2 separate regions of the Mus musculus genome follow, and region 2 is linked to region 1. Evidence: chromatin contacts called from public promoter capture Hi-C data. All regions are on one chromosome and are shown on one strand. Each heading gives the region's core, a stretch centred on a gene start, on an enhancer-like site or on the middle of the called end of the contact. The rest is flanking DNA. Distances are from core to core; before and after follow the strand shown.

Region 1 (5,713 bases), core at 1,416-3,915:
GGTGGAGAGCGCAGGGACCCTGCCATGTTCTCCAGACATCCCAGACTGTGTGGAGCAGGTAAGGGCCCCTGCCTCAGCGCCTGCTGCCTTCCGCCACCCTCTGCATTTGCACCTGGGCTCAGCTTTGGAAGGTCTGGAAGGACTGGGCTTTCCACTAATGATCTTCTGGCATCAAAGTCAAAAGACAGCTACAGGATTGCTGAGTAAGGTAGCACCTGCCTCTAATCGTAATCCTCAGGAGGCTGAGGCAGGGGGACTGCCACAGGTTTGAGGCCAGCCTGGGCCACATAGCAAGACTGTCTCAAAATAATCAAGAAAAGAAAAAAATATCACTTTGGAATCGGTACAGTGAAGCCCTTAGGAAGTCTAGTGTGTACACACACACACTAAATATGTAATTAATTTTTTTTAATTTTAAAGTTAGTTTTCATAACCCAGTCTCTAGCCCCTCCTTCCGTCTAGAGGTGGGGAGTTAGAGGGGCTGAGAGTCCCAAGTGTGATATTTCTGTGACCAGCACCATCATGGGGCACCTAGAAACACCCTAAGTCATCTCAGTGACATAAACTCGGGTGTGGGTACCAGGCAGTGGTTAGGCAGAAAAGCCACTCCTTTAGGGAAATAACAAGGCCTCCAGAGCTCTGTGCCTCTTTGCATCCTGCTGATGTGGTAAATGCCATGACCAGAACCAAGTTAGGGAGACCACAACCCAGTACCAGCAGTCGTTCAAGGCAGGGATCTGGAGGCAGGAAGTGAAGCCAAGGCCATGGAGGTACCCTGCTTGCTGGTGTGCTCTCTGCTTCTGTTGAGCTAGCTTGGGGACAGCTGCCCTGGACTGGACCCTCCACCATCAATAAATAATAAGCTGTCTCACAGTCGTGCCCACAGCTCAATCTGATGGAGGCAAATCTTCAGCCGAGGATGTCCATTCTTCCCAGGTGTGTCGGGCTGACAACCAAGAGCAGCCATCATAGAGACCACCTTCATTTTGTATTTGCATATATCCTTGGCTTTAGTTGACCTCTAGTCTCCCCACTCCCTCTGCTCCTCATACTCACAGAAAGGTTCCTAGTTACACGTGTTCCGTTATTGCCTCTGCCCATTTCCCTTAAGGCCTCTCTTGTCCCTCTCTAGTTTCCTGGCTTCTATACACATTAGCTTCCACATAAATGCACAGAGTGTGTGTGTGTGTGTGTGTGTGTGTGTGTGTGTGTGTGTGTGTGTGTGTTTTAATTTATTCTGCTGTTATCGCCAAATGATCTGTTTATAATGCATTGGACTGTTTGCAAGCACAGCTGTGTACCACAGAGACAGTTTAAGTTGCACTATCCACAGTCTCCAGGGAACCTTCCGGCTGGATGAGGACTCTTTTGGTTTCTCACCCAAGTCAGCTCCAAAACCCCTCTGGCTCTGGGTAGTCCCTCATCCTGAGGCCACCTCCCTGAGAAATGGAAGAAGGCTAGAGCCATAGTATTCTGCGTGGTGGTGTCCAACTGGGCTTCGGCAGGGAGGAAGCTATATGAGGTGTCTGGTAATGCTGAGGGTGGCCAAACAGACCGTGTCGGAGAAAGCTAAGGCACTATCAAGAGACAGAAGTGTATCAATTCAGTTGAAGATTGCAGTTATGCGGGCTGAGTATATCCTGGTGTTAGATTATTTACCTAGGTTCTCATAATTGAGCCTGATCAGATTGAGACATACTTGCAACAATGGTTCTCAACCTTCCTAGTACTAGGACCCTTTCCTCATGTTGTGGTGACACTCACATCCATGAGGTCATTTTATTGCTACTTTATAGCTGTAATTGTGTTACTGTTATGAATTGTCATGTAAATGCCTGATATACAGGATCTGATATGTGTCCCCAAAAGGGTCAGAACCCACAGGTAAGAAACACTGACTTAGAAGATTAGGAAAGGCCATTCAGGGTGGGTTGGGGAGGGTGTTTTCAGAGAGGGTTAACTAAAAGGAGATGTGCCCTGAATATACAGGCCCCGCCATCCTGTCAGACGGAATGAAAGGACAAGAAAGGGAAAAGTCGGTAGATCAGGTTCACCACCACCACCACCACCACCCTGCCCTTCCCCACCATGAGGTATGACGCTTCTACCACACATTCCTACTGCCGTGTTACTCTGTCTTACCTCAGTCTCCAAGCAATGGATCCCAGTGAGACTCTGAAACCATGAGCCAAGATAAGTTCGTCCTCCCTCCCTCCCTCCCTCCCTCCCTCCCTCCCTCTCTTCCTCGAGTCCTTCATTGACAACAGGACTAACACAAGATCTAGGGCAGGAACAGGACAGTGGGTTTTGTAAGGTGGGAACAGTAACGGATCTGGTCATTCAGAGATTCACCATCTGACGATGACTTAATTCTAATACAACAGGGTTTATTAAATACTGACCGGGGAGCTGGAGAGATGACTCAGAGGTTAAGAGCATTGGCTATTTCTCCAGACGTCCTGATTTCAATTCCCAGCAACCACATGGTGGCTCATAACTATCTATATTGAAGTCTTCTGGCTTGCAGGCATACATGTAGGCAGAATGCTGTATATATTATAAATAAATTAATTAAAAAAATATACTGGCCAAGACCATTCCTGAGACTCAAGCTCAGAGAATGGCCCCCGAATTCCATTAGTCAGGAGTTTATAAAGGCAAAACTCACGAGGCTACAAACTTCCTGCCTTTGTCCAACCAGGGGCAGGCATATATCCTGACGTACTTCCTGCCTATGTACCTCCTCCGCCTACCCATGATCAAGTGCATATCCTGTGCAGTTGGGGCAACCAAGCTTGTTTACAGAAGTGAAAATGTGTGGTTTGTTATCGTACATAAACTACAGCATTTCAGGAAGTTATCTGTCCTTGAGCAAGTGGACCTTACAGGTTACAGGCTTTTGTTTTGTTTTGTTTTGTTTTGTTTTGTTTTGTTTTTTAGAGACAGGGTTTCTCTGTGTAGCCCTGACTGTTCTGGAACTCCCTCTGTAGACCAGAACGCCCTCAAACTGAGAGAGATCCCCCTGCCTCTGCCTCCTGATTAAAGGCATGCACTACCCCCTGGTGAAGCATTTCTGCTTTATATTTCTCTTAAGCACAGTAATTTAAACTTAAAACATAGTGTTGCTATCACAGGAATAAAGAAACTGAATAACAGGAACAAAAAGCTGATTGGCCAGCATCAAACTGCTATTTTGAAAGGGTTAAGGTAGCAGGAGACTCCCTTACCGTACCAGCTAAGACCCTCCTGATTTCCACATAGCAGTTTAGTTTCCGTCTTAGTGGCACGAGACACTGTCATGAGCAAGGCTCTTTCTGTCCAGTCTGCTTAGTGCAGATGCCTGCTCCTCACAAAGGGAACCTGTAAATTTTGTCTAACAATTTGAAGATGACAGAGACTAAACGTCCAGCCGCTGTGGGGCCAGGGTACAAGTCTGGTTCCAGACTGTGCTCAGCTTGAGAACCGTTAGGGGTAGACCTGGATAACCAGGCTCCAAGTGTGTGTAAGGCCAGCGCTGAGGGCTCCAGAACTGTTTTACTGTGTCCGGTCCATGAATGCATTCAGGACCAATGGAACCAGACCTGGGACAGAGAACCCCCAATGTGGGGCTGACACTAAGTGGCCCTGGACTCTTTTTGGGCCCAGCCTTTGTGGAGGGTGCAGAATGAGTAGGCGGTACCGTCATTTAAAAATGGGATCCGCACCTCACTAAGGCCACTGACTACCCATACAACTTCAGCAAGTTCCCCTCAACATCTCAGAACCTCAGTTTTCTTGGCCAAAAAGCAGGACTTGCCCAGCCAGGCTAGGTCTGATTTAATGCAAGGACAAATCAGGGATCCACAATCATCCGAGTCTCTGCATCCCCTTCACCCTTGAGGTCCAATGTTTCAAAGACATGTCAAAACGAAGCTTGCAGTGAGAAGTTGGAGAACAGAGATGCACTGAGGCCAAGAACCCCAGGGGTACCCAGGAGCAGGGACATGTTCCATGGGCTCCAGCAGCTTCCGTGGCATCCGTACTGTCTCAACCACAGCCAGAAAAGATGGTGCATTTAGCAAAGAGGGGAAGTAGGCTCGGAGGACCTGACCCTCAAGAGGGAATTCTTTATAAGCAATGGTCTTGTTGTATTGTTTTCCCAAAATCCAGAGGTCCCAGAGAGGCAGAAAGACGGAGCCAGCAATCTCAACAACCTGGCTCTTCCCGTCTCCCCTGTAGGACTGTAGAATGTGACTGTGAGTGTTATGCCTCTTCCAGGAAGACAAACCTCTTCCCATCCTCCACACAGCTCTGGCCAGAGCACCCACTGAGGCTGTGTATTCCTAGGCATGGCAGGTGACTTGGTTTGGCTTAGTCAGATAGCTTGGTGGACATGGGCCAATTCCTGCCTGTGGGCTCCTGAGTGTCCCTGAGCCATCCAGGCAGAGTGAATCCTTAGAACTCACCGGAATCCCAGCTCCTGGAAGAGATGGAGCAAACCCATAGCTCATCAAAGTCAGAATTCCGAGGAAGCCAGCTAGAGGCAGATCCTAATGCTGTGGACCAGGCACCCAGCACCTTGCTGTGCTCCAGCTGTCCCCTAGAGGTCAGTGTGGGACCAAGAAGCCAGCCAGATTCTGGTTCTTGTGGGGGGGGGGGGGGTTGCAGTGTGTCTCCAGGGAGTACAGATCTGAGCCTGGGATTGAGGAGGTAGAGAATGGCACACAGCTGGATGTCAGGACTGCAGCTGAGCGCCCTCAGTGGAGGGACGTGAACCCTTCAGGGTGTGGATGTCACTTGCAGCTTGTGGCTTGTTGGGAGTCACCTTGAGACTATAAAGTGCTTTCCTGTTGGCTGTAGGATACATAGGCTTCTGCATCTGTTCCTCTTCCAGGTCCCATGGAGGCCGGTGCTGGGCACCACAGGCCTGGGCAAGTCCACTCTGGATGTTTATTTAACCATTCCTGTGCAGCACTAGATGCTGACTGTGGGGCATACCCTTGTCCCCAGAGCCTGGCACACCTGTTGGGGAAAGTGTCACTGTGTGTTGCTACATGTGCTGTTGACCATATTTCTCAGTTCAGGAAATGTTGGTCTGGTGAGAGGATGCCAGAAGATATCCAGGGATGGTGTCTCCAGGACAAGCTTCCACCACCACCACCCCCAAATACCACTCCCCAGTCTGCTCCAAGGGCTGCCTACTGGCTTCCCTTTTGTGTGGCCCCCCAGTCCCTATGGTAATGAGAGCTGTGGAGGAATGGGCCCATGGGCATCAAAGCAAGGGCATGCTGGCTAGGGGCTGTGGCCACCCATGTCAAGCAGTGAGGCAAAGCCTAACTATGAGAATCTGGGTACCTGGTCATCCACCTATGTGGGAAGATTAATAGGGAACCCATCAAACCAGAAGGCAGCAGGTCACCTGCTCCTGCTGTGTGGCTGCCAGTGTAAGAATCTAATGTTACCATCCATCTAAAGATGCCCAGGTCAAAGAGTCACCCGTGGTACCCTTATACGCTGCAGCCTCCCCTCCTGTGCTCTTCATAATTCTCTTTGTCACAGCTGCTGTCTCCCCAGCCTCCTAGTTCCCCACTGTTCTCTCTCCGGAACCCCCACCACAGCCACAGCAAGTGTCCCTCCCCCCAGGAGGTGAAGTAGAACCTGGGGTCCCACCTGCTTCTCACTGTAGCATGTCTCACACCCTAAAACTTGTGACGTCAAATCTCTCCTAGTTTGT
Region 2 (6,066 bases), core at 1,072-3,571, 1.2 Mb before region 1:
TGGAAACCACTGGATGGGCTGAGCAGAGGGCAACGACCCCAGCAGAGCCGAGTTCCAGGAAGCATTCAAGGAATATTGACCATCCCTCACAGAAGGAGGGAGTGGGAAGGACTTCTAGGCGTGACTGAGATTCCAGGCGCTCCCTCCCTCTGTTCCTGCAGTAGGATGCCCCTGGGGGTGCAGGAGATCACAAAGGTTTGGAGGCTAACCCTAAGGGGAACTCTAGCTATGCAGCTATAGGATGGTCATCGTCCACGCTGGGGTGACCCTTTCTGGTGATTGTCTCCATGCTCCAATAAACTTGCGTGTCTACCAAGCCGGAATCGTTATTTTGGTCTATCGTTAGCAAGCATAAACATTGGTTCACATCCTCCAGGAAAAGTGAAGTTATCAAGGAGTCAGAAGAGGCCCCTAGTTATCAGACACACAGACTGAGTCACACCCTGACTAGCTCTCAGCTGACAGACCTTGGCCTCTCCTGACCTCAGCTCCTCTCTAGGAAGTATTTACAAGGTTTTAGCTGTCTCCCTCCCTGAGCTGATCCCACTTGTAAAAGCTCTGTATGGGCGGGGTTAGAGGGGAGTGGTGGGATGCGGATGTAAAGAGGTCTGAATGTGTAACACAGAATCATCTATCTCTAGAAGCCCATGAGAAGGGTAGGCTCCAGTGCCTATTTGGCATCCACCTATTCTGAGCCTTAGACTCTTGCAGGCTCAAGGAAGAGGAGCGTCACTGTGTCTTCTCAAGTGCAGGCAGAAATGGAACTACTACTCCCCACCCCAAGAATCGGACCTGTGGGTCACACACTGGGTCCTGTTAGTTCTTGGGAACTTTGCTGGCTCTGCTCCTGGTCCCCACATGAGCATGAGACGCCTCTATTCCTACCCTCAAACCCTCTGCCATGGTCGGATTCTACACTATTTACATCCTGCTCTTTCTCTCTCCCCACCAATCTAGAAGCTGTGGTGCCTGGTGGGGGGCTTCATCTGTTTGCTTCAGTGTTGTGTTCAGATCTCCACGGCACCAAGTAAGGGCACTCCTTTTTCACAGGCAATAAAACAGAAGCCCAGACAGACAGACAGACAGACAGACAGACAGGAAGTCTGAGCTGCTCAGCAACAGTGCAGATGTCTGTTCTCCAGCTCAGTTCCTACAACAGGGGCACTGAAGAGCACAGGCCCACACCCAGGGGCCTCCAGTCTCAGGCTCCTCTTGTCTCTACTCCACCCTCTAAGAGAACTGCAGAATCAGATCCCAGTCCTTGATGTGACACTAGCTCCAGGAAAGGCTCCTAGGACAGGAACAGGGGCAAGGGACAACCTATTAGTCATTAATGATAGCCAACAGCGATTAGGTCTAATAGCAACAGCATCCAGAAGCCTGAGGCAGGGGAATCTCTATGAGTCTGAGGTTAGCCTGGTCTGAAAGTATGTATATAAAATAATACTTTCAGTGTACCAAATCTCATTGTCATTTTCCAATACTTCCTCTCTCTCTCTCTCTCTCTCTCTCTCTCTCTCTCTTTTCTTTTTTCTTTTGGTTTCTTCGAGACAGGGTTTCTCTGTGTAGCCCTGACTGTCCTGGAACTCACTTTGTAAACCAGGCTGGCCTCGAACTCAGAAATCTGCCTGCTTCTGCCTTCCAATTGCTGGGATTAAAGGCATGCATCACCATGCTCGGCATTCTTTCTTTCTTGGTTTGTTTGTTTGTTTGTTTGTTTTGGACAGAACATCAAGCCTTGGTTAGCCTAGTATTGCTTAGACCAAACTGGCCTCACCTCTGGTGTGCTGGGATTAAAAGCACATGCCACTAGGTCCTGCCTTCACTAAGATTTTCTTCCAAGTGAAGGCAAGGTCAACGGATCAGTGGCAGAGCACAAGTACTCCAGTGTGGCCCACCAGGCTCTGGCTGTTCTTACACAGATGCACATGTGCCGAGAGGCAGATGCCACGCAGCTGGCATATCCAGTCTTGTGCGCTAATCCTGCGTGCCTTTCGACCTTACTTCCACATCTCTGGATTCGGATCATTAAGTGACTAATCTATAAGGTTGCCACGAGATAATATATTCAGAATTCCTGGCCCCAGAACAAAGTTACGTTGTCAATAAATGTTAGTTATTGATATAGTGATTATTCTTTTGAGTGTTCCGACGCCCAGGAAGGAGGGCTGCAGCACGGTAGTATCTTTGCGTTGCCTGAAGTGAGGACACACCACAGGGATTGTTTGGACGACACCCAGCCCAGAGTTCAGCGGACCAAAGCTTTTGAGACTGTCTCACGCTCCGCCCCTCTAGACTTTTAACAGAAGCACCCGAAGCCGGCGCAGGCGCAGACAGCACAGACTGGTCCAGGCCTCCCGCAGCTGGTTCCGAGGTGCTAGCCCCTCCGTGTTTGCGCATGGAGGGGCGCGTGAGCTCCGTGGGCTCGCCCCACAGTTTCCTCAACGCTCCCGTGCTTTTCCGCGGCCCCGTGGAGCCCCTAGTCTTCCTGGCCAACTTTGCCCTGGTTCTGCAGGGACCGCTCACCACACAGTACCTTTGGCACCGGTTCAGCACGGAGCTCGGCTACAATGGCACCCGCCACCGGGAGAACTGTGGGAACCAAAGCGCGGATCCCCTCATGAAGGTAGCAGGGACCAGAGCAGCTGTGAATACGGAGCGCGGCACGGGGCGGGGCCTGTGGAAGACGGGGTCCCCGAGGGGACGGGACACACGTGGCGTGGTGGGCGGGTCAGACCAAAGGGGGCCTGCCCTGGCTGGCTGCCTTGTGCTGGAGGTGTACCTAGAGAAAGCCTGGCTTGGAAAGTTATCTAGTGTAGCGACGGAGGGAATGCTTCTCCAGGGCCTGTTTTTACAAGTTGAAGGAACATTCCAAGAGGCTTAGGGCTCTAAAGCAAGGCTATAGCTCCCAGGATGGTGATGGTAGCTAACCAAAGTGAGGTCCTGCGCACTAGTGATTGTGTCTTTACAGGAAGTGGAGACCCTGACATCTCACTGGACCCTCTACATGAACGTGGGAGGCTTCCTGGTGGGACTCTTCTGGTCCACCCTGCTGGGAGCCTGGAGTGACCGCGTGGGTCGCCGCCCATTGCTGGTGCTGGCCTCTCTTGGTCTGCTGCTCCAGGCCGTGGTGTCCATCTTTGTGGTGCAGCTAGAACTGCACGTCGGGTTCTTCGTGCTTGGCCGAGCTCTTTGTGCCCTTCTGGGAGACTTCAACGGCCTCCTTGCTGCTAGCTTTGCCTCTGTGGCAGATGTTAGCTCTAACCACAGTCGCACCTTCCGGATGGCTCTGCTGGAAGCATGCATTGGTGTGGCCGGGACCCTGGCAAGCCTTCTCGGGGGTCACTGGCTCCGGGCCCAGGGTTATGCCAACCCCTTCTGGCTGGCTTTGGCCCTGCTGATTGTCATGGCTCTATACGCAGCATTTTGTTTTGGTGAGACGGTGAAGGAGCCAAAGTCCACCAGGCTTTTCACGCTCCGCCATCATCGATCCATTGCCCGGCTATATGTGGTTCCAGCCCCAGAAAAGTCCAGGATGCATCTAGCCCTGTACTCTTTGGCCATATTCGTGGTGGTTACTGTGCATTTTGGGGCTCAAGATATCCTGACACTCTATGAGCTGAGCGCACCCCTCTGCTGGGACTCCAAGCTGATTGGCTATGGCTCAGCAGCCCAGCACCTACCCTACCTCACCAGCCTGCTGGGCCTAAGGCTTCTGCAATTCTGCCTGGCTGACACCTGGGTGGCTGAGATTGGCCTGGCTTTCAACATCCTGGGAATGGTGGTCTTTGCGTTTGCTACCATTACACCCCTCATGTTCACAGGTAAAGTGAAAATGGGGCCGTTCACTCATTGCCCCCCAAATGTGGTTCAAGCCTGTGGCTTTGGATCCAGAGTTATATTCTCTGCCTGTGTTCTAAGAGGATAGACACCCGAGAAACCACAGAAAAATACCATCTCTGATATACAGAAAATACAGAGCTTTAGTGGCCAAAGTAATTAATGTACATTATAGCTCATAAGCTAATTGCTTCACCCCTTGGCCTCCCAAAGTCCATGCCATTAATGTCTTGATCTTTGGCTCTCGGATAAGAACCACGAGTTAATGAGAATGTTCTGCCTTCTTTTGGGCTTGTTAAAAAAGCTAAAATTCCTGCTGCCCCGGCTTCCCTCCCTCTTCCTTCCCTACCCCTTCCCCTTGTTGCTGCCCCGCTTCTGACTCTCCTGAGAAGAGAGGAAGCTGGCAAGAGAATGAAAAAGTTAACTCCCTAAAAAAGATATGTGTATTCTGCTAGAGTCCGGAACTGCACTGTGTGCAGAGTCAGCTGTTTGATGATAGCAACTGCGTTAACTCAGCTAACTCGGTAGTGACACCAAAGGGACCGGGGACCATTTGCCAAGGCCACAGAACCTCAGAAGTGCTAAGATGAAAGATGCTGCATCACAGAGTCTCAGCAGAATCACAAACATTGCGAGCCTATAGGTAGCTAGACACCAGGGCAAAGGAACTCAAATGCTGTACCCTCAACATGCATCCCTCCTTGGCCCATTTGGTCCTTCCCCAAAGTGGCTGAAGCAAATTGCCACAGGCTGGGTAGCTTAAACAAGAGAGTTATTCTCTCGGTGTTAGAGGTCAGTATCAGTGTCACTGAAGTCAGAATGTCACAGGGCAGGAGCACAAGGAGGGAAGCTGTTTCTCATCTCCTTGAGCCTCTGCTGTGGCAGACTTCCTCTGTTCCTGGTCACGTCTTTATCAGCCTGTTAAAACGGAGAGCTTACATCAAGGTCCTTCCTGGTTAAACCTGTAAAGACTCATTTCCCATGGAAGACAGTTCATAGGCTTAGGGCCTGTCTTTCAGGCTGTGTATTCTACCTCTCACTCTGTAGAATCACCCTCCAGTACAGGCCTGTGGTCTTCCACTTACAAACTAGGAGACAGAGTGTGACCTCAGACAAGGTTTCACACACACAGCAAGCAGTGGTAACCCAACTCCAAAGCGCAGGTTCATTTTCTGGGACCTGCCATCTCCCTTCTAGAGCCAAGTAGGCACTAGAGGTGACAACGCCGTTGGTGGGGCTTAGACAAAGCAAAGTGGGGTGTAGCTCTCATTCAAAAGATTGGGCAGAAAGCTTCTGCCTTTTCCTCCTGGGTCCAACATCTGTCCCTCCTGGGTTGTATGTAGGCGCTCTGCTGATGTCAGGACACCCCTCCTTGATGGCTGTTTCGTGGCCCATGTTTCTGCAGGGTACGGATTGCTCTTCCTGTCATTGGTCACGACGCCTGTCATCCGGGCCAAGCTTTCCAAGCTGGTGAGCGAGTCGGAGCAGGGTGAGTGTCAGGATCAGTTTGTATCTGGTCCCTCGTGCCCAGTGTCACCTGAACAGGCACATGGACAGTTGTGGTCAAGGATGGCCTGCCTTCTGTCCTCACCTGGAGGAGTAAGTAACGAAAGCAGATGCACTTCTGTTGCTCAGAGCTGGCTGGAGACAGATGCTGTGGATTTTTGTCTCTAGACCTCTTCTTTCCCATCTGGAAAATGGGTGCGATGACACCAGAGTTTCCTACTTCTCTGGGGTCACACACAGAACATAGGCCCAGAGGGAACGAAACAATGTGCCTTAGGTTTTGTGGTCCCCAGTTGACAGGTGAAGAAACAGAAGCTTAGAGGGTTAAACTGAGTTCTTCAAGGTTGCTCAGTAAATAATGGCCCTGGATGGATGCATGCACAAGTGTGCACATGTGTTCACATATATGTAGGTGTGGAGAGTGACTTCAGGGTCTTGAGGAGCACAGAGTCATTGGGTAGTGATGCTTAGTGGGTCTCCTGTCCCCACCTTCTAAGCTTTTCTGTGAGTTCAGGGCATCATAACTGTGGACCTCCTGGTAGCCTGGCAACCACTGGCCCAGCTCTATAGTGCCCCAACCCCCACACCACACCCCTCTGCCCACCTCCCATTTCATTGTGTTTTTAAGAGCACTTGGCCTTGTAGCTGGGTTTCAGCCCCTGGCTCTGTTCTGGACCTGTTTCTTCACCTGTGACAAGAAATTCTTGTTCCACAGGACAC

What was found. Promoter capture Hi-C pulls out the DNA fragments that hold promoters and counts their contacts.
Region 2: a contact with region 1 is called in a promoter capture Hi-C map of pre-B cells, with 5 times the contacts expected there. The contact joins the promoter of Slc46a1 here to the promoter of Rab11fip4os1 in region 1.

Annotation. Positions count from the first base shown.
Region 1 is chr11:79,620,498-79,626,210 of GRCm38.p6, forward strand. It overlaps Rab11fip4os1 (RAB11 family interacting protein 4 (class II), opposite strand 1), which reads right to left and starts at 2,666. Exons shown (of 3, transcript NR_003283.1): 1 at 2,403-2,666. Rab11fip4 (RAB11 family interacting protein 4 (class II)) reads left to right here. Exons shown (of 15, transcript NM_175543.3): 3 at 1-58.
Region 2 is chr11:78,463,380-78,469,445 of GRCm38.p6, forward strand. It overlaps Slc46a1 (solute carrier family 46, member 1), which reads left to right and starts at 2,322. Exons shown (of 5, transcript NM_026740.2): 1 at 2,322-2,626; 2 at 2,972-3,824; 3 at 5,246-5,329. The coding sequence starts at 2,399.